Regions from separate parts of the Sus scrofa genome. Here regions 1, 2, 3 and 4 are each linked to region 5. The links are chromatin contacts, called in public Hi-C and HiChIP or PLAC-seq maps. All regions are on one chromosome and are shown on one strand. Each heading gives the region's core, a stretch centred on a gene start, on an enhancer-like site or on the middle of the called end of the contact. The rest is flanking DNA. Distances are from core to core; before and after follow the strand shown. Region 1 overlaps AUH (methylglutaconyl-CoA hydratase, mitochondrial). Region 2 has its middle 150 kb from the start of AUH. Region 3 has its middle 180 kb from the start of AUH. Region 4 overlaps AUH (methylglutaconyl-CoA hydratase, mitochondrial). Region 5 has its middle 190 kb from the start of NFIL3.

Evidence for each region. Hi-C and Micro-C count contacts between places; a contact is called where the count stands out from the background. HiChIP or PLAC-seq counts read pairs in DNA pulled down with a chosen protein or histone mark.
Region 1: a contact with region 5 is called in an H3K27ac HiChIP or PLAC-seq map of alveolar macrophages. The contact joins two enhancer-like sites. A contact is called at or near these places in 1 of 47 Hi-C or Micro-C datasets (embryonic fibroblasts) and 1 of 2 datasets of contacts at active chromatin or transcription factors (alveolar macrophages).
Region 2: a Hi-C map of embryonic fibroblasts shows a contact between it and region 5, with 5 times the contacts expected there. The contact joins two enhancer-like sites. A contact is called at or near these places in 1 of 47 Hi-C or Micro-C datasets (embryonic fibroblasts) and 1 of 2 datasets of contacts at active chromatin or transcription factors (alveolar macrophages).
Region 3: a contact with region 5 is called in an H3K27ac HiChIP or PLAC-seq map of alveolar macrophages. The contact joins two enhancer-like sites. A contact is called at or near these places in 1 of 47 Hi-C or Micro-C datasets (embryonic fibroblasts) and 1 of 2 datasets of contacts at active chromatin or transcription factors (alveolar macrophages).
Region 4: a contact with region 5 is called in a Hi-C map of embryonic fibroblasts, with 3 times the contacts expected there. The contact joins two enhancer-like sites. A contact is called at or near these places in 1 of 47 Hi-C or Micro-C datasets (embryonic fibroblasts) and 1 of 2 datasets of contacts at active chromatin or transcription factors (alveolar macrophages).

What each region holds. Positions count from the first base shown.
Region 1 is chr14:2,434,959-2,439,094 of Sscrofa11.1, reverse strand. All of the region lies in intron 4 of AUH (methylglutaconyl-CoA hydratase, mitochondrial), which reads left to right. Among named protein-coding and RNA genes, the nearest start is that of AUH, 110 kb to the left of the region's middle. Within about 2 kb of position 2,669, at least 14 of the 83 cell types and tissues checked have an H3K27ac peak or open chromatin away from gene starts, as enhancers often do. A contact at or near this core is called in alveolar macrophages, where this site is marked.
Region 2 is chr14:2,391,158-2,395,024 of Sscrofa11.1, reverse strand. No RefSeq gene overlaps it. Among named protein-coding and RNA genes, the nearest start is that of AUH, 150 kb to the left of the region's middle. Within about 2 kb of position 2,369, at least 43 of the 83 cell types and tissues checked have an H3K27ac peak or open chromatin away from gene starts, as enhancers often do. A contact at or near this core is called in alveolar macrophages and embryonic fibroblasts, where this site is marked.
Region 3 is chr14:2,367,672-2,372,062 of Sscrofa11.1, reverse strand. No RefSeq gene overlaps it. Among named protein-coding and RNA genes, the nearest start is that of AUH, 180 kb to the left of the region's middle. Within about 2 kb of position 1,767, at least 1 of the 83 cell types and tissues checked has an H3K27ac peak or open chromatin away from gene starts, as enhancers often do. A contact at or near this core is called in alveolar macrophages, where this site is marked.
Region 4 is chr14:2,474,670-2,478,938 of Sscrofa11.1, reverse strand. The region is part of intron 4 of AUH (methylglutaconyl-CoA hydratase, mitochondrial); the gene reads left to right. Among named protein-coding and RNA genes, the nearest start is that of AUH, 70 kb to the left of the region's middle. Within about 2 kb of position 2,243, at least 9 of the 83 cell types and tissues checked have an H3K27ac peak or open chromatin away from gene starts, as enhancers often do. A contact at or near this core is called in embryonic fibroblasts, where this site is marked.
Region 5 is chr14:2,790,082-2,794,020 of Sscrofa11.1, reverse strand. No RefSeq gene overlaps it. Among named protein-coding and RNA genes, the nearest start is that of NFIL3, 190 kb to the right of the region's middle. Within about 2 kb of position 1,745, at least 13 of the 83 cell types and tissues checked have an H3K27ac peak or open chromatin away from gene starts, as enhancers often do. A contact at or near this core is called in alveolar macrophages and embryonic fibroblasts, where this site is marked.

The DNA.
Region 1 (4,136 bases), core at 1,420-3,919, 360 kb after region 5:
AGATTGCAGGTTCTATCCCTGACCTCGCTCAGTGGGTTAAGGATCCAGCATTGCTGTGAGCTGTGGTGTAGGTAGCAGACGTGGCTCGGATCCTGCGTTGCTGTGGCTGTGGCATAGGCCGGTGGCTACAGCTCCGATTCAACCCCTAGCCTGGGAACCTCCATATGCCACGGGAGCGGCCCTAGAAAAGGCAAAAAGACAAAAAAAAAAAAAAAAAGAGAGAGAGAGAAAAGGAAAGAAAATTGATTAGTAGGAGTTCCCGTTGTGGCGCAGTGGTTAACGAATTCAACTGGGAACCATGAGGTTGTGGGTTCAGTCCCTGTCCTTGCTCAGTGGGTTAAGGATCCGGCGTTGCCGTGAGCTGTGGTGTAGGTCGCAGACACAGCTCGGATCCTGCGTTGCTGTGGCTGTGGTGTAGGCCGGTGGCCACAGTTCCGATTCAACCCCTAGCCTGGGAACCTCCATATGCCGCGGCAGCGGCCCAAGAAATAGCAAAAAGACAAAAAAAAAAAAAAATTGATTAGTGGACTGACAGATTTCCTTAACAGCTTTTGTGGCCCACTAGACTTGGAGAACCATTTAAGGGCAGAGAGGACTTTGAAGGAAGTGGAATAATGAAAATATTTATAGAACCCCTTACCAGTTGCAGTTACATAGTCACAGCCCTTACCGGGGCAGTGTGAATTTTTCTTTGCTTGATCAGCATAGGAATTTATCAAAAGATTTGCTGAATGGAATGTATGTGGGCCGTAGGATTAACAGGGGATGAAATAGAATGTCGAGGAGGAGCCAGGAGTACAGGGAAAGTTGACACTATCCTGGCCTGCAGTCGACATTTGGCTCCCTTTTCCTTTTTCTTTTACAGGGTCATTGGGAGCTTATATCAGTGGAAACCACAGCTTTTGGCTTTTATAATGAATATACGATCAGCCAGTGACTGACTTCTATTTCCCATTCTCCAGTGACTCCTCTCAGAAACCCAGCTACTTTGTAAGTAGTAAAGATCCTCACCCTCCAAAAAAACACAGCACTTTGGCAGGCTCTGCTTTGTAGAAGGACCTATGAGAGGAGGATAAAGTCCTGTACTGGAGATGGAATTAGAAGAGAAGAGCTCATTTCCCTGTTTTTGCCGAGAGCCCAGCACTTAGATGCGTGTTGGTGCACCCCCAAAATTTTGAAGCCCCTCCTGTTGCTTTGGGGCCTTGGAACACCGCCGATAACACTTAGGGAGACTGACCAGGGGCCAACGTGGTTGATCTTACCGAGTATTTCCACCAGCAAGGTCATCCATCTTCCCTCCCCTAAGAGATGATGATCCTGAGATTCAGGAAAGTGAAATGCCATCCCTTCTGGGGCCCAGCAACCCTCAGTCCCCAGACCCCAGGACAGTGCCCTTGCTCTTAGGCCATGGCCAACACACTGATGGGCTCACAGCTTCTCCGTGTACTGAGGAAAATCACCAGCTTGTTTACTAGTGGTTTCTTCTCCTTCTCAGGCACTGTTTGCTTTCACCCAGAGGGGCATGTTGATGTGTATTAGGAGTCCTCTAGACCTGAAATCTTATCCTTTTCTGTTTGGGTGGCGCATCAGCACATCTTGGCCCGCAGTCTAAATAGGCTTGTCTCGGGGTGACTGCCAAGCTGCATCAAGAAGAAAATCAGTGATGCAGTAGATAGTGGAAACTTGAAATTTTCTCCTATTTAATGAGATTAAAGTTATGGATACTGCTTTTCAGAGGAAAAAAAAAACTACATAATGAATATGCTGTTAACAGTTTTTAAAGTTTTTAGTTAGTGATTTAGAATCATATACTCCTAAAACATGTGACTTTATGCATGGGTCAGGCATCTTGCAGCTCTGAGATGGGGGGTGGGAGGAGAGTGATCAGGAGATGGAACTGGGTCTATATGTGGAAACAGGAGAAAGTTCTCCTGTTATTCCTGGTCCTTCCACTAGACCTGGCAGAGAATGAGAACTTTAAAAAACATAGTACATGTTTGCTAAGTGATGCAGTAGCCTTTATGACCCTTTGTAGAACAAAGGACATGACTGGACGGGATTGTAGTATTGGAAAGATTTTTCAGAGGAGTGAGAAAAACCTGCGCACCACGACCAGATGGGTGGGCGAGTCCTGGGAAGGTGAGTGGGAGCTCGTGGAGAAGGTTGAATTTTGAAGGGTGCCCTGCATCACCACCATGTGGTAAGGTGGCCACGTATCGCCTACCTTCTCAGGTCAAGGCCAGTCCCGTTAGAGCTGCTCTGCCCTTCCACACTCGGCACGGAAACATTTTTATTTCCCCATTTTTTCTTCCTGAAAGAAGCGGTTAGTGACGACTACAATTTCGAAGGAACCACTGATTTTTTTAAAAAATGTAAATAACTTTCTTGTTTACTAACTGCTGTTTTTGACTCTAAATATAGTTTGAACATGGTCTTTATACTTTTATATGCCATGTTTGTAATCATGAGCAAAGATAAAAGATATTTGAGCATTAAGTATATATTAATGTATCTGTTACATTGCTGATTTTTTGTTACTGCTAAGAGGAAAAAAAAAAATCTACTGAACAAACAACTTTTGTGTAATCAGCTGAAAGAACAGCCGCAGGGGTGAGGTAACAGGAAAAAGGGGGTTTGTGAGATACTGTTTCCTCAGTTGTGTCACAGAGACACTGTGGCTTTAGTCCTTCCAGAGCCACCAGAGCACTCACTGAACTCCAGGCCCGTATTCTGAGATATTGCATTTTTTACTTATTTCTGTTTTTCCGTCCTTCGTCATTTACATGGAACTGTCCACTGAGGACACGGACTCTCTTATGCCATTGACCATGAGAAAAAAATGCCATGCTAGCCTGCCATTTATAACAAGTGTGTACAAGTTCATAACTACATTTTAATGTGAAACAGTCTGGACGGAAACTAGTATTGTGTAAGTGAGAGGTAGTTAGAACAAAAGACTTGACCTAGCAGCTCTTTGAAACTCCTGTCTGCATTACTTATAGTCCTGACAGGGTCTTGGGCTATGTGTCCACTACTTCTGGGAGCTCTTCCCAGTTCCACAGGTATCCTTTGTATTGTAGCTTTTGGGTGAGGTTGTCCTTTGTCAAACATCCGATATTGATAAGAATTTCTGTTTTTATTTTTTCTTTCTTATATTATTATACTTTTACACATTTTTAGGACGGAGGTATGTATTTTATTTTGAGACAGTCTGAATAGGCTCCTTAAAGACAAAAAATAGAAATAATACAAATTTAAACCTTTAAAAATAAAGCTTGGTGTAAAGACAGTTCACTGGGGGGGAAATGGTCTTTTTCAACTCTTGGTTGTCCATATGCAAAAAATTAACTTCAATCCATATCTCTTGCCATATATAAAAATGAACTCAAAATGGATTGTAGACCAAGATATGAAACCTAAAAATGTAAAAGTTCAACAACAAACTTAGAAAAAATAGGCCTTTTGCTCTTAGGTTAGAAATCTAAGATTTTTTAGGTATGACAGAAAAAGCACAATCCCTGTGAGAGAAAAATGAAAATATTAGACTTCATCAAAATTAAGAATATCTGTTGTTAAAAGACACATAAAAGAATAGATAGCCGAGTCCCAGACTGGGAGAAAATATGTATAAATCATATATCTGATAAAGGACCAGTATCTAAAATATGTTACAAAAACTCTTGAAATTCAATAGTGAGAAAACAAAACACCCTAATTAAAAAGTAGTCAGGATTTGAGAAGACACTTCACCAAAAAAAGATATATGAATGGCAAATAAGCACATGAAAAGATGTTTATAAATGCTAAGAGAACTGCAAATTAAAACCACAGTGAGACACCATTAAATACCTATTAGAATGGCTAAAATTAAAAAGACCGACTCTCCCAAGTGTTGGCAAGGATATGGACCTTCTGGAACTCTCATACACCACACATAGGAATATAAAATGGTACAGTCAGTTTAGAAAACAGTTTGGAATTTTCTTAAAAAGTTAAGTATACACCTACCATATAACCCATATGGTAAGACATGACAGCAGTTTCTCTGTGTATAAGCATATATATATACACACACACACATACATGTATGTATATATAACAGTTATTTTTACAGCTGCATTGATGTCTTCCTTTTC
Region 2 (3,867 bases), core at 1,120-3,619, 400 kb after region 5:
ATTCGACCCATAGCCTGGGAACTTCCATAAGCCACAGGTGCAACCCTAAAAAGCAAAAAAAGAAGAAAGGGAGGGAGGAAGGAAGGAAGGAAAGAAAAAGAAAAAAGGAGAAAGAAAAATGATATGTTTTGATTCAAGGGAGCATTCTGACAATATCACTGAAGATACTAGTGTGAGTGTGAGGAGGGGATTTGGGCTGGGTACAGTTACAAGGATAATGATTACCATTTACAAAGCTCTCTACCTCCCAGGGTTTCCATCCACTTTTGTATTTACTCTTCCTATCAGCCAGGAAAGGAGAGGCACTGGTTATTCCAAAACAGAAGGCTGGGAGCATAGCATGGTTACAAGTGGGTGATGGAGTCGGGAATTGAACCCGGGGCTGTTGACTTGTCATGACTGTTGGGCTTACAACCAGCTGAACAACATAGCCAAGGGCTGCTGATACATACATGTGTCACCCTTTGCTCTGATTGGTTCCAGGTTTCTCATGACTTGGAGAGAGACTAAGTGTGCGTGTCAAAGGCCCTGGTGTCAGGCGGGACGTGTGACTGGTACGGCGATACTGGCTTCAGCACCTCCTCTAAGCCAAGCACTTCACCTGCGTGTCCAGGTCCAGTACTCAAGACACCTTAGGAGATGGGTTTGTCATTTTATGGTTTAAGAACCAGAGGCCAGGACTGCACTCGGGGCAGGCGTTCTGAACCTGGAAACCCAGTGACGTTGGTCACAACACCTGGAGGGTAGAGACCCAATCTGGGCAGCTGTGAGCAGTGAGTCTGAGGACTCCTGCATGGTAGGGTCAAAAAGGCAGTGCGTGTGGGTCAAGGGCACCCCGTGCTGCTTCAGCGGAAGTGTACTGGGCGTCTCACTCTGTTCTGCACGGCTCAGGTTCACCTAGAGTCTTGTATTCACTTCTCAACATCACAGTTTCAGGTGGTTAGAGATTCACTCTGTGCTTTTCTGGAAAGCACACAGGAGTCTGTTGGCTAAGTTTCAACTCCTGAAATCAATGATGAGGGCGGGTAAAGCCTGAACCATTGAACCTGTTTCTTTATCCATAAAAGAATCCAGTCGTTTTTCTGTGATCACTGCAGAGGGAATGAATGTGTCTGTGCAAAGGGGCTTGGGGATCAGTAAAGTCGCCTCCTCCAGATGACAGGCGATGCTTTATTTGCTTCATGTTTTAGAAGAGACCTGTTGTATCAGGAAGGTGGGGCTCACAACTGGTCCAGTTCAGGGCACGTTCAGGAACCTGGGGGTTCACCTGGGGAAAGAGGGCTCAGGGGGGACAGGTGGCTGTCTTTTAGAACCATGGTGCCAAACTGGAACCCTCATGGCTGCCAGGGGCTGGAGGAAGCCACACAGGCCCCCACCCCCACAACACTCTTCTGTTCCACTCTGCATTTGTCCACACAGAGGCAAGGACCGGGTCCCTAGGGGAAGCTGCGTCCACTCTCCCAGGCCCATAAGCTGCTCCCTGCTGCCGAGGTTGAAGCAGAGTGTGGGCAAGCTCGGGGGTGGGGGTGGGAGTGGGGTGCAGGCAGAGGACAGTTCCTCTGACTCAGCTCTGTCCTTGAGGTCATCCAGATGGCACCCCTGCAGCTCCAGCACAGGCTGAATAGCTGGGAAGTGCGTGGATGCAAAGGCAGCTCACTGGTCAGGTCCTAAAGAGGCACAGAAAGCAGAAATCAGTCTAACCTGGGCCGGGACTTCATCACTACTCTGTTTCTTGGGATAATCCATGTGTTTAAGCAGTAGCTTTTTTTAAAACTTGAAGAAAAATTATCCAGAGTTCCCTGGTGGCTCAGTGGGTTAAGGAGCTGGCGTTGTCGCTGCTGTGGCTCTGGTTGCTGCTGTGGTGCAAAGAGTTCAGTCCCTGGCCTGGGAACTTCTACCTGCTGCGTACTGAGCCAAATAAATAAATAAATTTGAAAAATTTGAAAAGAGAAAAGAAAAAAAATTATCTGGAGGCCTAAGTGCTAGGGCTGGGGAGGGAGAATTGCCCATTTTCTCCTAAGCCTGTTGGTTCTCACGTGGCTGCCTGGTGGCCTCCGTGGTACAGAAGAGATGCTGGAGGACGTAGCCCCTGCAGTGGGGCAGGCTGGGACTAGGCTGGGAGCAAGGCGGACTGCCTGGATCAGCCGTTCCACACATCTCACCTCCTATCCCTTTTCCAAAAACTGCCCACCCAAATGTTCTCCAGACGCAACCTCTTATGAATCCATTTCACAGAGCAAGACCTGAATTCACCACGGTAAAATAGACCACTGTGGCACCGAGCAACAGCTCTGGAGCTGTATTCCTTTAGCTGTGACGTCTTTAGTCACAGGCAAAGGTTTCAGAGGAATTCGAAGATGGGCAAAGGCACTTCCTGACCTTTTCGAAAATAGTCTGAGTCACTTTCACTTTCAGCCTCGGGACTGTGCTGAATGAATCCTTTGTGCAGTTTACAGAAAGTGAAAAGTGGTTTGGCAGCCGAGAAAAGTTCAAACACCTCATAGCCTCTCCTACATTGAGTAACACTTCTTTCGCATTGTCTGTTAACACGGTTCTGAAACGTACGTTTCATGAAGCCTAGAACTTGTTCATGAGTGGCCGTAGTTTGAGTGCTTTAAAAATACAAGAAGTGAAAAAAAAAAAAAAAAAAATGAAAAGGCGTTTCCTGGTGATGAAGTGGGTTGAGGATCCAGTGTTGTCACTGTTGTGGCTTATGTTGCTGCTGTAATGTAGGTTTGATCCCTGGCCCCACAATTTTCACAAGTGGCAGGTGTGGCCAAAAAAAAAGAAAAAAGTACAAGAAATATGTGACATGCCATAAAAGACAGGAAATGACAGCCCATGCCTAACTTCATGGAAAGAAATTCTAATTATAGGAGTGGTGTGATTTATTGATTTATTTATTCTTATTACCTATCGATTAAATTCTCTTAGATGGTCTCCACATAACCTTAAAGGTACTTTCTTTTTTTTTTTTTTGTCTTTTTATGGCCACACCGGTGGCACATGGAAGTTTCCAGGCTAGGGGTAGAATTGGAGCTGTAGCTGCCGGCCTACACCACAGCCACAGCAAATGGGATCTGAGCTGTGTCTGTGGTCTACACCACAGCTCACAGCAAACCTGGATCCTTAATTCAGGGATCAAACCCGCAACCTCATGGATCCTGGTGGGGTTTGTCACTGCTGAGCCACAACGGGAACTCCCTAAAGGTACTTTCTCTTGCTCTGGTCTTTGTGGGAATTTCTATGTGACCTGTGATTGGCAAACCACTCTTCTAAAAAGACTAACAAGGTGTATCTCTGGGCCTATCCACGGCGCCAGTGCTCCTGAATTCAGGTAGCATGTGTGATATCTCATTTGCTGTATGTGCGAATTAAAGAATATTTGCATGTACAGATCTGAAAATGTATGTTGAATTTCCTAAAAAAACAGACAGACCTGACATTTTAAATTTCCCCTGGGGATAAACTAGTCTTAGAAAGTGAACACGAGGAGGAGTGCTGTAAGAGAACCAGGAAAAGGAGCCAGCCCAGTGCTGGCCTGGGCCAGGCCTGCCTCTCCTGCTCCATGACCTTTAGCAGATGCAGAATGGAGGCCACATTTCTAAGTTAAAAAAGAAAAAAAAAAAAGATCTCGTCTTGTCCATTCATTAAACCTGAGGACAGGGATCCCCAAAGCCACTGGCACCTGGAAAATATCTTCAGGATGCGTATTTGGGCTCTGTTCCGTAACTTCTGAATGGATTCTGCGTTTGGAGTCCTAAAATCGATATTGAGATAAAAGCCACTTCGTGAAAAAAATTTTTGAGCTAAAATTCGCATCCCGTAAAGTCACCCTTCAAAGCGTATGAGTCAGTGGTTTTAGTT
Region 3 (4,391 bases), core at 518-3,017, 420 kb after region 5:
TCTTCCCACCCCAGAGTTTGAGTTTAGCAATGTTTTTATTTATTTATTTACTTTAAAAAAATTCAACCAGTCCTATTAAGAGTCAAAGTTTGTTTCACATCATTTTGTCTTTTTTTTTCTAAATTTTTTGTTTTTTTATGGCTGCACCTGCAGCATATGGAAGTTCCCTGGCAAGGGACTGAACCCAAACCACAGCTGCGACCTATGCCGTGTCTGGGGCAATGCTGGATCCTTAACCCACTGTGCTGGGCCAGGGGATCAAACCTGCACCTTTGTCTCGACCTGAGCCCAAGCTGCTGCAGTCAAATTCTTAACCCATTGCACTATGGCAGGAACTCCTCTATCATTTCATCTTGAAGGCAAGACAGCCACTCCCTCTGAGGGTCAGCTCTGTGCTGTCATCTCCACCCACCTACAGGGCCCTCGGGAATGTCACCCAAGACACCCCCACCTTGCAAGCCTCCTCAAGGATGTGCTTGTCTGTGTCCTAGGCACTCTGGGTCAGCAGAGCCCCTGTAGTACAGAGGAAGCTGAGTGTGGTTTACTTCTTGCCAAGTTATAAGCCATCCCCCCAATTAGGTGTTCATAGCAACATATCCTTTTAACTTGCAATTCTGTGGACAGAATTTGGACAGGGCTCAGCAGGGTGGCTCTGCTCTGCCTGGCATCAGCTGGGGTCGCTCCTGTGGCTGCATTCAGCTGGGAGTTCCACTGGCTGCAATATCCAGGATGGGTCCCGTCTCCAGCACCTCTCTTGGGGGCCTCTGGCCAATCATGTGTCCAGCCTGGACCTCCTGGAAGCACAGTAGCCGGGATTTACTTGGGGGAAGGTAGGTGCTGAAACCCTCTTAAGGACGAGGGGGCAAAAGTCTGAGAAGCTAACTTCTCCTGCAGTCTGAGAACAAAGCAATAGCCAGGCCTGTTCCGTTTCATGGGCCTGATCAGGGATTCAACAAGATCACGTTTGGGCAAAGAGCAGCAGGTGCCAGCATTGTTCCGTATTTCCCACACAGTGGCCGCTTCAACGCTGTGGCCTCCTTTGGTCCTCAGCTGATATTCGTGGTGGCCCCCTTGTGACCACCCTGTCCTAGGGAGTTTGCACGTGGGGTGGGGACAGCATGTGCTAGGTGGGCATGGCCAGACACCTGTGGCATCTCTCATTCCTATGAAATCCAGAAACAATGGCCTGCAGCCCCCATCCCACAATCTGAAGACCAGCTCCAGCTCCCAGGTTAGGCAAATCCCTGAAATCATCCTGGGCCTCGATCCCCTGAAGTGGTTCAGTGTGTACAGACACACCCCCTGCAGCTCCCCCTGGGGTGCACCATGAACTTGCTCAGCTGTGCGCCTTGAGGCGGCAGAAGGGCTACCTGGCTGCACAGCTGCAGTGGGTACCACTCACACCTCGTTTTCATCTGCCTGGACGAGGGGGTGCCACCCAGAGAACACGTGGCCCCAGAGCAGCTGGAGTGGCGATTGATGTCCTGTGAACCTCATGGTCCTTAAAAGTTCTGAGGCCATGCAGCCACCAGGGCTGTCCACATGGGACTGAGCCTTCATTCTCTTTGCTCCCCCTTCTCCCAGACTACTGGACACAGTCGTCTGTTTTGTTTATTGCCTGAAGATGTGTCACCCATCCCTCCTTCCCCAGCACTGCCCTGTCTTTCTGGGAGCATCTAGGGGCTTCCCTGAATAGAGGCAGTTCCTCCCCAAGGGTTTCTGGTGGCTGCTGGTAATACAAGAAGCTGTTGCCCTGGACCAACCACTAGGGGAAGGCGTCTTACATCTCCTACTGGGTCCAGAGAGGCCGGGCGATGCTCAGAAGAAGGGCGGGGCTCAGGGCAGAGGAAAAGTCCGTGCAGAGCCAGCTTCTGGGGATGGGGTTTGTTCATGGAGCTTCTCATGTGGAAGCTTTCCTGGGAGGTTTTTTTGTTTTTGTTTGTTTTTGGTTGCACCTGCAGCATATGGAAATTCCTAGGTTAGCAGTCAAATTGGAGCTGCAGCCTCCGGCCTATGCTGTGCACAGCCATAGCAACACCAGATCCGAGCCACGTCTGATACCTACATCACAATTCACGGGGCAACGCCCGATACTTAACCCACTGAGCGAGGCCAGGGATTGAACCTGCGTCCTCATGGAGACTAGTTGGATTCTTAACCTGAGGAGCCACAAGGGGAACTCCTCCTGGAAACTTTTTAAAATTTGACATGTCTGAGCTCACCAGGCGGTTTAGCCCAGGGTCTCTGGGGATGGGACGCAAATGATTGTGCTATAGCCACAAATAAGAGGCATTGATTTACTGAACCGACACGTGCTAAAATTTCAATAAATGAGTATTTAAAAAAAAAAAACCTAACTGCACACAAGAAAGGTGGTAGATGCCTGGGAACAGAAAGGGGTAGAGGGCACAGGGGTACAGGTGCAGCATGAGCATTCCTGTGTTTTCTACCAGCAAAGGAGCGAGGCTCCCTAGAAAAGTGGTTTATTCGGCACATAAGACGAACAGCTTAGCCTCCCTCTAGCTAATTAGGTAAATGCAGAATTTGAGACCGGAATTGCGGACAAGAAGACGTTCTGGGTTTAACTACAGGAGCTGTTGGCTGGCTCGGGAGCGAGAGACAGAGCAGCTGTCTGGATGCTCTTGTGCTTATGTTTGTGGCTGTGACACAAGTAGTAGCACTTGAACATTCGTAGTACGCCTTATGAATTATGCAGAGGATATTTGCATTCTTATTTTGGTAGTGCCACTGAAAATAGAAATCAAAAAGCCTGAAAGTTAGAGCGAGAAGAAAAGGCAGTGGGGAGCGGAGCCAACTGATATTCTTAGAACTTTATATTCCAGGTGGAAAGTTGAAGTCATGGAACCAGACAGATCTCTTTTTCTTTCCCTAATTAATTATAGGTTGTGAAGACAGGGTGTGGGCCGGTGTATTCTTTTTTTTTTTTTTTTTCCAACCACATTTGACAGCTCTAGGCATCTAGGATTTCATCAGTGTCTCCAGGTGCGTTGTAATTCATGTGAAATATACACCCGATTGCATAATTGCATGAGATTTCCCTGTGTTTCTCCATTGAGCCCACTTACATCATCTCAGGAGGAGGAGGAGGAGTCCCACAGCACTGTTTCACCCTTAAGGAAAAAATGCGTCACTCCTTCCCTTTTTTAAAGGAATAACTTTAAATCCAAAAATACTTTTAAAATACTCCCCCCCCCCTCAAAAAAAAATCCATAGTCCTACCCTTCAAAATGTTCAGTAATCTGCTCCACCTTTCCTATTTGGGGCTCAGCAGCAGAGCAAAGTTGTTCTGGTCTGGGTTCTGGAACCGGTCACTTGGGTTCAGATTTGCTGCCTACAGGCTGGGAAAGTTAGGAGGTCCTGTGGCTGTTCCCTGCCTCAGTTTTCTGATCAGCGAAGTGAAGGTTACAGTAGCAACCCTCCTACAGGAAGATTATGAGGATTAAATATGTGCGTATGTGTAAAGTGCTTAGAACAGTGCCTGGCCCAGCGTGGAACCTGGCTCAACTAACTTCGATCACCATCGGGATTATACTTGACTGCTCCCTCTGCTTCAACAAGCAGACTTGTGGGAGTTCCCTTGTGGCTCAGTGGGTTAAGAGCTCAACGTATTATCCACAAGGACACAGGTTCAATCTCTGGCCTCGCCGGTGGGTTAAGGATCCTGCATTGCTACAAGCTGTTGCATAGGTCAAAAATGCGGCTCAGAACCCATGTTGCTGTGGCTGTGGTTGTAAGCCCGCAGCTATAACTCTGATTCAACCCCTAGACTGGGAACTTCCCTATGCCCCAGGTGTGGTTGTAAAAAGAAAAAAAAAAAAAAAAAAAAAAAAAAAAAAGGCAGACCTTTGGGAGTTCCCTGGTGGCTCAGTGGGTGAAGGATCCTGTGTTGTCGCTGCCATGGTGTGGGGTCCATCCCTGACTGGGGAACTTCCACTTGCTATGGGCAAATTAAAATAATTTTTTTTTTCCAAAAAACAGATGTGCACACACGTGGGATAAACACGCATACTCACACACAGATGCACTCTCAAACATACATGTACGGACACACAAACACACGCACACACACTCATACCTGTGGACACACACTTTTCCCCACAAACAGCAGCATCATGTTCTCTGTGAGGGCCTGCAGCTTGCTGTTTTTGTCACCTCACCATATGAATCTTGAGCATTTTTCCCAGTTGGCAATATCTGGCTTCTTCTGGGGCTGCCTTTTCAATCGGCCACTCCTCTCCTGGTGGACATGCCTTTGTTCTGAGGTTTTGCTGCACACACCTGTGCTTGGCCTGGGTTGGAGATACATAATTTTAATTGCTCGCCAGTTTGCATTCTCCCTGACAGTGGGGGAGCCTCTCTCTCCACCTCCC
Region 4 (4,269 bases), core at 994-3,493, 320 kb after region 5:
TTTCGAGGGGCCAGAACAAGAGTCCCCTTTCTGTCTGTTTCTCCTCCACAGGGTGAGGGTTTGGGACGTCGCTGCCTGTCTCGCTGTGGGCTGGCTTTAGCAATCAGGCCGTCTCTTGGCATGGCGTCCAGGAACTCTATTTTAAGGTGTGTCTATGAAGTAATGACAGATTTTTACATCCTGTGTGTTTGTGTTGTCCTGAACACAGTAGTCATTTTGGAAAGTTTTGTTTATAACCTTTGTTGAAATCTTCGTAGAATTTATATCAGAATCTGAGCTTATTCTTTTGCATATCTTCAGCCGTGACTCATCTTTATCCTGTGAGGGTGAATTTGATTTTCATAAATAGCAAAGGACCTTTCTGTGCCAAATCTGATTAATAAGGTCATACTATTTTAGGCAGAAGAGAAGTATAACAACAAAAATAAGACTGCTTTTCTTAAGAGGCTTGTATAATGTCAAACATTTACCAGTGTTAGGAGCTGTAGACAGCCCTGCTGGCTTTAATGGGCTGACTCCTAAGTGACCTCTAAAGGCCAGCACTCATTCTGCTTTCAAGTCTAGTACATTCATGAACACACCTCATGCACTGCAGTCTTATTTCTTTGTACTTTAAAATGTATTCAGTGACCCTTTACTTCATTTTGACTAATTAGGGTGTTTTGGAAGTTATTTGTTCACAGGCCATATGTTAGCTGCTCTAGAGGAAATAGATAAAAATATAGACATAGATGACTCAGCAGAGTCAGTCCCCTTGGAGTATCCATCTAAAATCTGGTAGGAGAGTTAAACATGTGTACGAGTATCCTAACTGCTGTTATAAAGTTGTTGAAATCAAACAGGAATAAGGCAGCTTGAACTGGGAATCGTGAGTTTGAGAAGATGCTATGGATTCTGTTGGCTATAATCCTCAGTTTATAAGACCTGCAGTGTGGGTCCCCAGCACTTCTCTAACCTTCTCTCCTATTGATGCTCCCTTTGCTCACACACTGTGTTCCAGGCATATTTATTCTCTTAACAAATACTCATTGAGCCATGCACTGGTGTAGACACTAGTTATATAGCTGGAAACAAACAAGGAACGATCACTAGTGCTGTGCAGCTGATGTTCTAGCACAGCGACAGTAGATGTGCAAATAATAAGTTGTGAATTATGGCAGAAGTGCAAAATGCTGTAGAAAAAGGGGAAGGGGTTTGAGGAGAGTTGGGAGTTTGCATTTTAACATAAAGGGTCGGGAGTTCCTGTTGTGGCTCAGTGGGTTGTGAACCCGACTAGTATCCATGAGGATTTGTTCCTTTTTCTGAAATGCTCTCCTTTTTATCTGACAACTTGGATCCCTGGCCTTGCTCAGTGGGTTCAGGATCCGATGTTGCTGTGAGCTGTGGTGTAGGTCACAGACATGGCTTAGATCCCAAGTTGCTTTGGCTCTGGCGTAGGCCGGCAGCTGCAGTTCCAATTTGACCCCTGGCCTGGGAACTTCCATGTGCTGCATGTATAGCCCTAAAAAACAAAATATATAATAATAATAATAAAATAATAAAATAAAATAAAGGGTCAGAGGAAGCCTCATTGAGAAGATAACATTTGTGTTAAGACTGAGAGGAATTGAGGAAATTGTCAGACAGGAAGAAGAGCATTTTAGGCAAAGGAACATCCAGGATAAAGGGCTAAGATGAAAGCATGCCTGGAACATTCACTTAATCACTGTACCCATAGCAGACAGGAGGATGAGAGTGGTTGGAGATACCGTCAGGGAAGCGGCAGAGGAATAAGAGCATAGAGGCATTACAGCTGGTAACCTGAGTGGAGAAGGACCCACCGGGTTATTACCAGAGATGCCGTGTGATCTTAGCATCTCTTTTAAAGATTTAAAAGATTTTTAAAGATTTTCCTGGTCACCACGCCAAGAGTAGACATCAGTAAGGCCAGGTTAGAGGCAAGAGCTCGTTCCTGCTAGGAGCATGTTGCTGTAGTTCAAGAGTTTTGGCTGGAGCACCGAAAAGGGGGAGCCCTGGGAACCAGAAAGTACCAAGGAGATTGCGAAGAGTGAGGATCTCAGGTAGGGGACCCCACAAAGTTGTTTTTTAACTCCTGGACTCACTGCTGTGGTGGACGTGTGTGTTTCCGGTGCTAAACAGCAGACCAAACACTGGAGAATTTGAACCAAGAGGTGGACTATTGCCCAGATCTGAGACTGGCCAAAGGCCCTGAAAACATAGCTAATGCTGAAACCACAATCCACGGAAGGCTGGTTGGAATGTGCAGCCTGGATATAGCCAAGTTGGTCGAATGCTAAAACAAAAATGTCCAGGCCAAAATTACTTAGCATGTGAAGAACCCAAAAAAATCTCAACTGGTATGGGAGAAGATGATTAACAGATGTCATTTAGAATGACGGGTGTTGGAATTATCCAAGATTTTGAAGCAGTTAGTACTTCAAGAAATAAGGGTGAACTGTTTCTGTTGCCTTCTCTTCACGGTGTTGGTGAGGGAGAGCTTCCTTTCCTAGGTTTCTGGGGATGGCCAAACATGTGATGCCTGCGTGACACTAGACAGATGTGATTGATTAGCAGCTTCTTAGTCACATATACTTATGGCCCTGGGGAGGGCACCACATGGCATGCAGGACTACACGGGGGTTGTGCTTGGGAGCAGAGTGAAAAGATGGAGGCAGGCTCTATAGTGATAAGAGGGTGGTGTGCTTCCTGGTTCCTTAGGGAGGATGTGATTGGTTTTGTTTGAATAATTTCACAGTTTGGCAGGAACTTGGAACCCTGTCCCCAGGGCTCATTAGGAACGATGCCCAATCTTCTTGATGAGGTGGGTTGTCTGTCAAGGGGACTTAGTCCATTGGAACAAAGTTGGGAGGAGAACTTGTGGTCAGGCCGTTTGTGGGTCGCCTGGTTTCCCTCGGTGCTAAGCAGCACATGGTATGGAGCCTTAATTTTAGGCCTCACGCACATGAACAAATGGAAATGCAGAAGGTTTCAGAATAGAGATAACGGAAGAACGAGTGAACTTTCAGTTCTCCCAGTCTAAGAAACAGAAAACCAAACAAAAAAAACAGAATAAATGAACAGAACCTTAGGGACCTATAAGACAGTAGTGAAATGGTTAACATTTGTAGCATGAGAATCTCAGAAAGAAAGGAGAAAGACTGGCTCAGAAAGGAAACCGTTGAAGAAATAATGGCTGGAGATTTCGCAAATTTAGTGAAAGACTTACACTAAGGATTTAAGAAGCTGAGTGAACATACACAAGATAAGCCCAAAGAAATTCTTGACCAGACACATAATCAAAATGCTTAAAACTAAAGACCAAGACAACAATAATGATCTTGAAAGTCAGAGGAAAATAGCACGTTGTTTATAGGTACAGTGATTTGAATGACTAGATTCCTCATCAGAAATAATGGGTTCCAGAGATAAGTGGAATGACATGTCTAAAGTGCTGAAAGGAAAGAACTGCCAACCCGGAATCCTGTATCAAAAGAAAATGTCCTTTAGGAATGAAGGTGAAATAAGGCTATTCTCAGAGTAAGGACAATTGCAGAGGACCTGGTGTGATGTTGTTGAAAGGACAGACACATTGAGCTGTGGAACACAACAGAATCCAGGAAACAGACTCATGCAAATAGGGCTGATCGATATTGGACAATTCCCACAGGCAATTCAGTGGAGAAAGTGTTAGAAAAGTTGGACGTCTATGTGCCCCCCCCCCAAATAAAAAGAGAACCCTCAACCTAAATCTCACAATTTGTACAAAATGAACTCAAAATCATAAACTTAAATATAAAATACAGGAGTTCCCATCATGGTTCAGCAGTTAATGAACCCGACTAGCATCCATGAGGATGTAGGTTCTATCCCTGGCCTCGCTCAGTGGGTTAAGGATCTGGCATTGCCCTGAGCTGTGGTGTAGGTCACAGTTGCGGCCCAGGTCTGGCATTGCTGTGGCTGTGGCCTAGGCCAGGGGTGGCTACAGCTTAGATTTGATCCCTAGCCTGGGAACATCCATATGCTGTGGGTATGGCCCTAAAAAGACAAAGAAATAAATAAATATGAAATATAAAACTGTACTCTGAAGCTTTATGAAGCCAGAAACCATCTCTCTCATTCTCATCACTGGAGACCACGGGGCCAGTAGTCATTCAGCGAGAATTATTAAACATGTGAATTGTAGTCAAATTGGTTCTAGAACCCCTTGTGGATACCAAGATCCATGGATGCTCAAGTCCTTTATATACAATGGTGTAGTGTTTGCTTATA
Region 5 (3,939 bases), core at 496-2,995:
CTGGAGAAATAATTGCCATTTTTCCTTTCGTTACTTTATACATGTGGGAATGAGACATCATGACCACGCAGGGGGACAGTCTGAGCGCCCCTCCCCCCACGATCCCACCTCCTGGTGTGCACACCTCTGTGTGATCCCCTCTCTCTGAGGGTGGCCAGGACCTCAGGCTCACTTCAGCTGATGAAATCTGGCCAAGATGGTGGGATGTCACTCTGTGAGGATGGTACCTGCGGAAGAATCTGGTGCTTGCAGACTTGCTCTAGTCCCTTGCTCCCCGGCTGGCTTTGAGGAGTGAGCGTCCATGAATCCTACAACAGCAAGGAAGTAAAGCCTGCCAACAGCCCAAGGAAGCTTCCCCAATCAAGCATTTGATGAGAACTTGTCCCAGGTCGACATCTTGACTATAGCTGGTGACTCTAGGCAAGGGCTCAGTTCAGAGCACCTGGACTCTGGGCCCAGAGAAAACTGTGATAAAATAAGTGTGTGCTGTCTTAAGCTGCCATGTAGTTAGCCGGTAGTTGCAAGGTAGCATTAGAAAATGACTACACTCCTACAGTATAGCACAGGGAACTATATCCTATCTCTTGGGATAGAACATGATGGAAGATAATATGAGAAGAAGAATGTACATGTATATATGTGACTGGGTCACTTTGCTGTACAGCAGAAATTGACACAACGTTGTAAATCAATTATACTTTAATAAAAAATTAAAAAAAAATAAAATGAAAGGAGACATAGAAAAGCAGGTAGCAGGAAGGAGTGGAATGACGTAGGCAGGAACAAAGGAACAGCAGTGAAAAAGAGATATTTGACTTTGATGTGGGTGGTGAGGAGAAGGCAGTGAAAATGTGTAATAGGAATTTAAAATAAGAGGTACTTGGGAGAAAATAGAGTTTTAAAGGATCCAGGAAAGTCAAAAGAAAAAAAAAAAAAGAAAAGAAAACTAATACATAACTTACAGATTCTTCCTAGAAGTCTCTTCTCTGGCTAATGCCTAAGTTGGCTGGAATGTTCCAACCAATTCCACTGAGTTTGTGTTTCTCCAGATAAGAGGTATGAGAATGTTTATATTAACTCTCTCCCAGCTTAAAAGTGGTTCTAAAACATATAGCATTTCTACTTTTTTTGCTTGCATTCTATGTGCTCTCAAAGTCAGAACACAAGCCGAGAGCTTGAAGAGGGAGAGGCTGGCTCTTGCCAGCGAGGGCCTGGCACACGGCACGCTCAGTGCATATTTGTTGAGTAACTAAGCAAATGAACAAACGTTTATCAGCATATTCTTTTTATTGTTACCTCATTCTCTGTCTCAGTCTCTGTTGTAAGTATTTTGTCTACGTCATCTCCCTGAATCATTCAAATAGCCTTGTTAAACAAGTGGTGTCACCTTCATTTTACAAGTGGGGAAGCTGATGCTGATGCCCTGGAGAGTTTAATTGCTGCCCAAGGTTGGACAGAGATTGAGTGGCAGTGCTGGGGGCAGGTCTTCTCTACTAAAAACATATTTTAAAACACACACACACACACACACACACATATGCACACATACATCTATCATCTATCTATTCTCTATCAGTCTATCTACCATCTATCTGTATACCACCTATCCGTCTAAAATTTTAGTAAAATGACTGAGATTCTCTTTATACTGATTGCTTCCCTCTGCAGGAATTTCAGTTTGTGAAGCTAAGCGAGACCTGAGGTCTCTTTGCCTTTCTGGCTTCTTCTGTCAGATGCGCTTCCCTCTATGGACTGTAGGTGGCGCTTGAGTTCTTGTCAACTGTCTGGTTTTCCTCTACTCCTTACAAATGCCTGTATTTACTCCTGGCATCTTTGGCTCTTTGGAGAGCTTATTTTCTCACTATTAATACAGATGGGTGGTCTCATTACGGCCGATTCTTCATCTGTGAATTATTTAGTGTGAAGAGAAGTGCTTGCCCATACTTAATTTCTAATAGCGATTTAGAAACCTCTGTGCCAACCCCTAGGGAAATAGGAAAAGCTGAAAGCCTTTTTTTTTTTTTTTTTCTTTCTTTCTTTCTCTCTCTCTCTTATAACAAATCTGCTATTTTCCCAGTAAATGAAGGTAACTGGGATGGGATTTCGCACTTGAGAAGTACTTACTCTGTGACTTTAAATGACTTACCTTGCCTCATTAGTTTCATAACATCCTTAGGAGGGAGGTACTTTTATTATGCCTCTCACAAAGAAGAGAAAACGGATCCAGAGAGCAAAACATTCTGAAAAAGGGAAGGATTGGGGGTTGATTTAACACCCGAGGCTGCTCCCACCTGGGTGCTAGACAGGCCTTGTCTCCGACACAAGCACTGGAAGGAAAGAAGGGGGACAGAGACGCCCCTAGGGTAACTTTTGTTGTTACGGCTTATTTCCTTTGTATGGTCAACAAGAGGAAAACACACGGCAGCAGATGTGAGCTCAAAGCTCGTTTTGGACAGTGCAGTCTAAGGAACTGTGCGGCCCCCTGGCATAGATGTTCATATCTGTTGTCTCATCCCCCCTGATGTGGAAGAAAGGTGGGCAGGGATTAGTAGTGGGTGCTTGCACCCTTGGGGAACTAGGTGGTGAAGGAGAAGGGTATGAAGAGGCAGGTGGCGGAAGGTGTCATGGGGGTCCCTGCCATTTTAAGTCATTTCTATGCCATTGCAAAGAACTAACCCTATTAAGAGTTCCCATTGTGGCTCAGTGGTAACAAACCCGACTAGTATCCATAGGACACGGGTTTGATCCCTGGCCCTGCTCAGTGGGTTAAGGATCCAGCATTGCCATGAGCTGTGGTGTAGGTGGTAGATCTGAGGTTGCTGTGAATGTGGCGGTGGCCGGCAGGTGAAATTCCTATTCAGCCCGTAGGCTGGGAACTTCCATATGCCACAGGTGTAGCCCTAAACAAACAAACAGAAAAACAAAACAAAACAAAAAACTAACCCTATAGATAAATTGGTATCCGACTTAAGCCAATAGGAATTGAAATGTAAGTTTCTGTAGTTTATACCAAGTCTAGGCAAAACAGATCTGAAGTCTGGTTTCTGTAAGGCTTCATGGCTAGGGGCTCTATAGTAGGAGAAAAAAGCCAAAGACAGGCCTTTCCTACAAAGCTAAAGAGAGAGGGACTGCCTGTCCTAATTCATCCAATTTGGTAAGTTGTTTGGGCTGCCGGGAAAGCTAAAGCCGGCCACTCCCTCTTTTGGCCTCACATGACTACAATTAGTCAGTTCTAGGACATTTAGAAATTTACCAGGAGATGAAGTCTCTTTTTCATTAAATCCATATGCTTGCCAGAGTGAACAGAGGTCCTAGGAAAATCATGAGACAAACACTAGGAATCGAATTATACTGATTTTAGTTGTAATACAACCATGAGTTCTCATCTGGATTGGGGCAGAAGACCTTTATGATTAACTTGCTAGGTGTGAAGGGAAAGGCCTCTGACCACAAAATCTTCATCAAGCATCTGGGCCTGATGTGTTGCCCTCAGATTTCTAAACACTCTCATGTGAGGCCATGCGTTACTTGGCACTTAGGTACTAAAGAGCCCACACAAATGTACGTACACGAATAACTGGGTACTTTGCTGTACAGCAGAAATCGACAGACCATTGTACATCAACTATAACCAAAAAAAAACAAAAAAAAAAAAAGAGAGGAGTTCCTGTCGTGGCCCAGTGGTTAACGAATCCGACTAGGAACCCTGGGGTTGTGGGTTTGATCCCTGGCCTTGCTCAGTGGGTTAAGGATCCAGTGTTGCTGCGAGCTGTGGTGTAGGTCACAGACGCGGCTCGGATCCCGCGTTGCTGTGGCTCTGGCGTAGGCCGGTGGCTACAGCTCCAATTGGACCCCTAGCCTGGGAACCTCCATATGCCGCGGGAGCTGCTCAAAAAATGGCAAAAAGACAAAAAAAGAAAAAAGAAAAAAAAAAAAGAA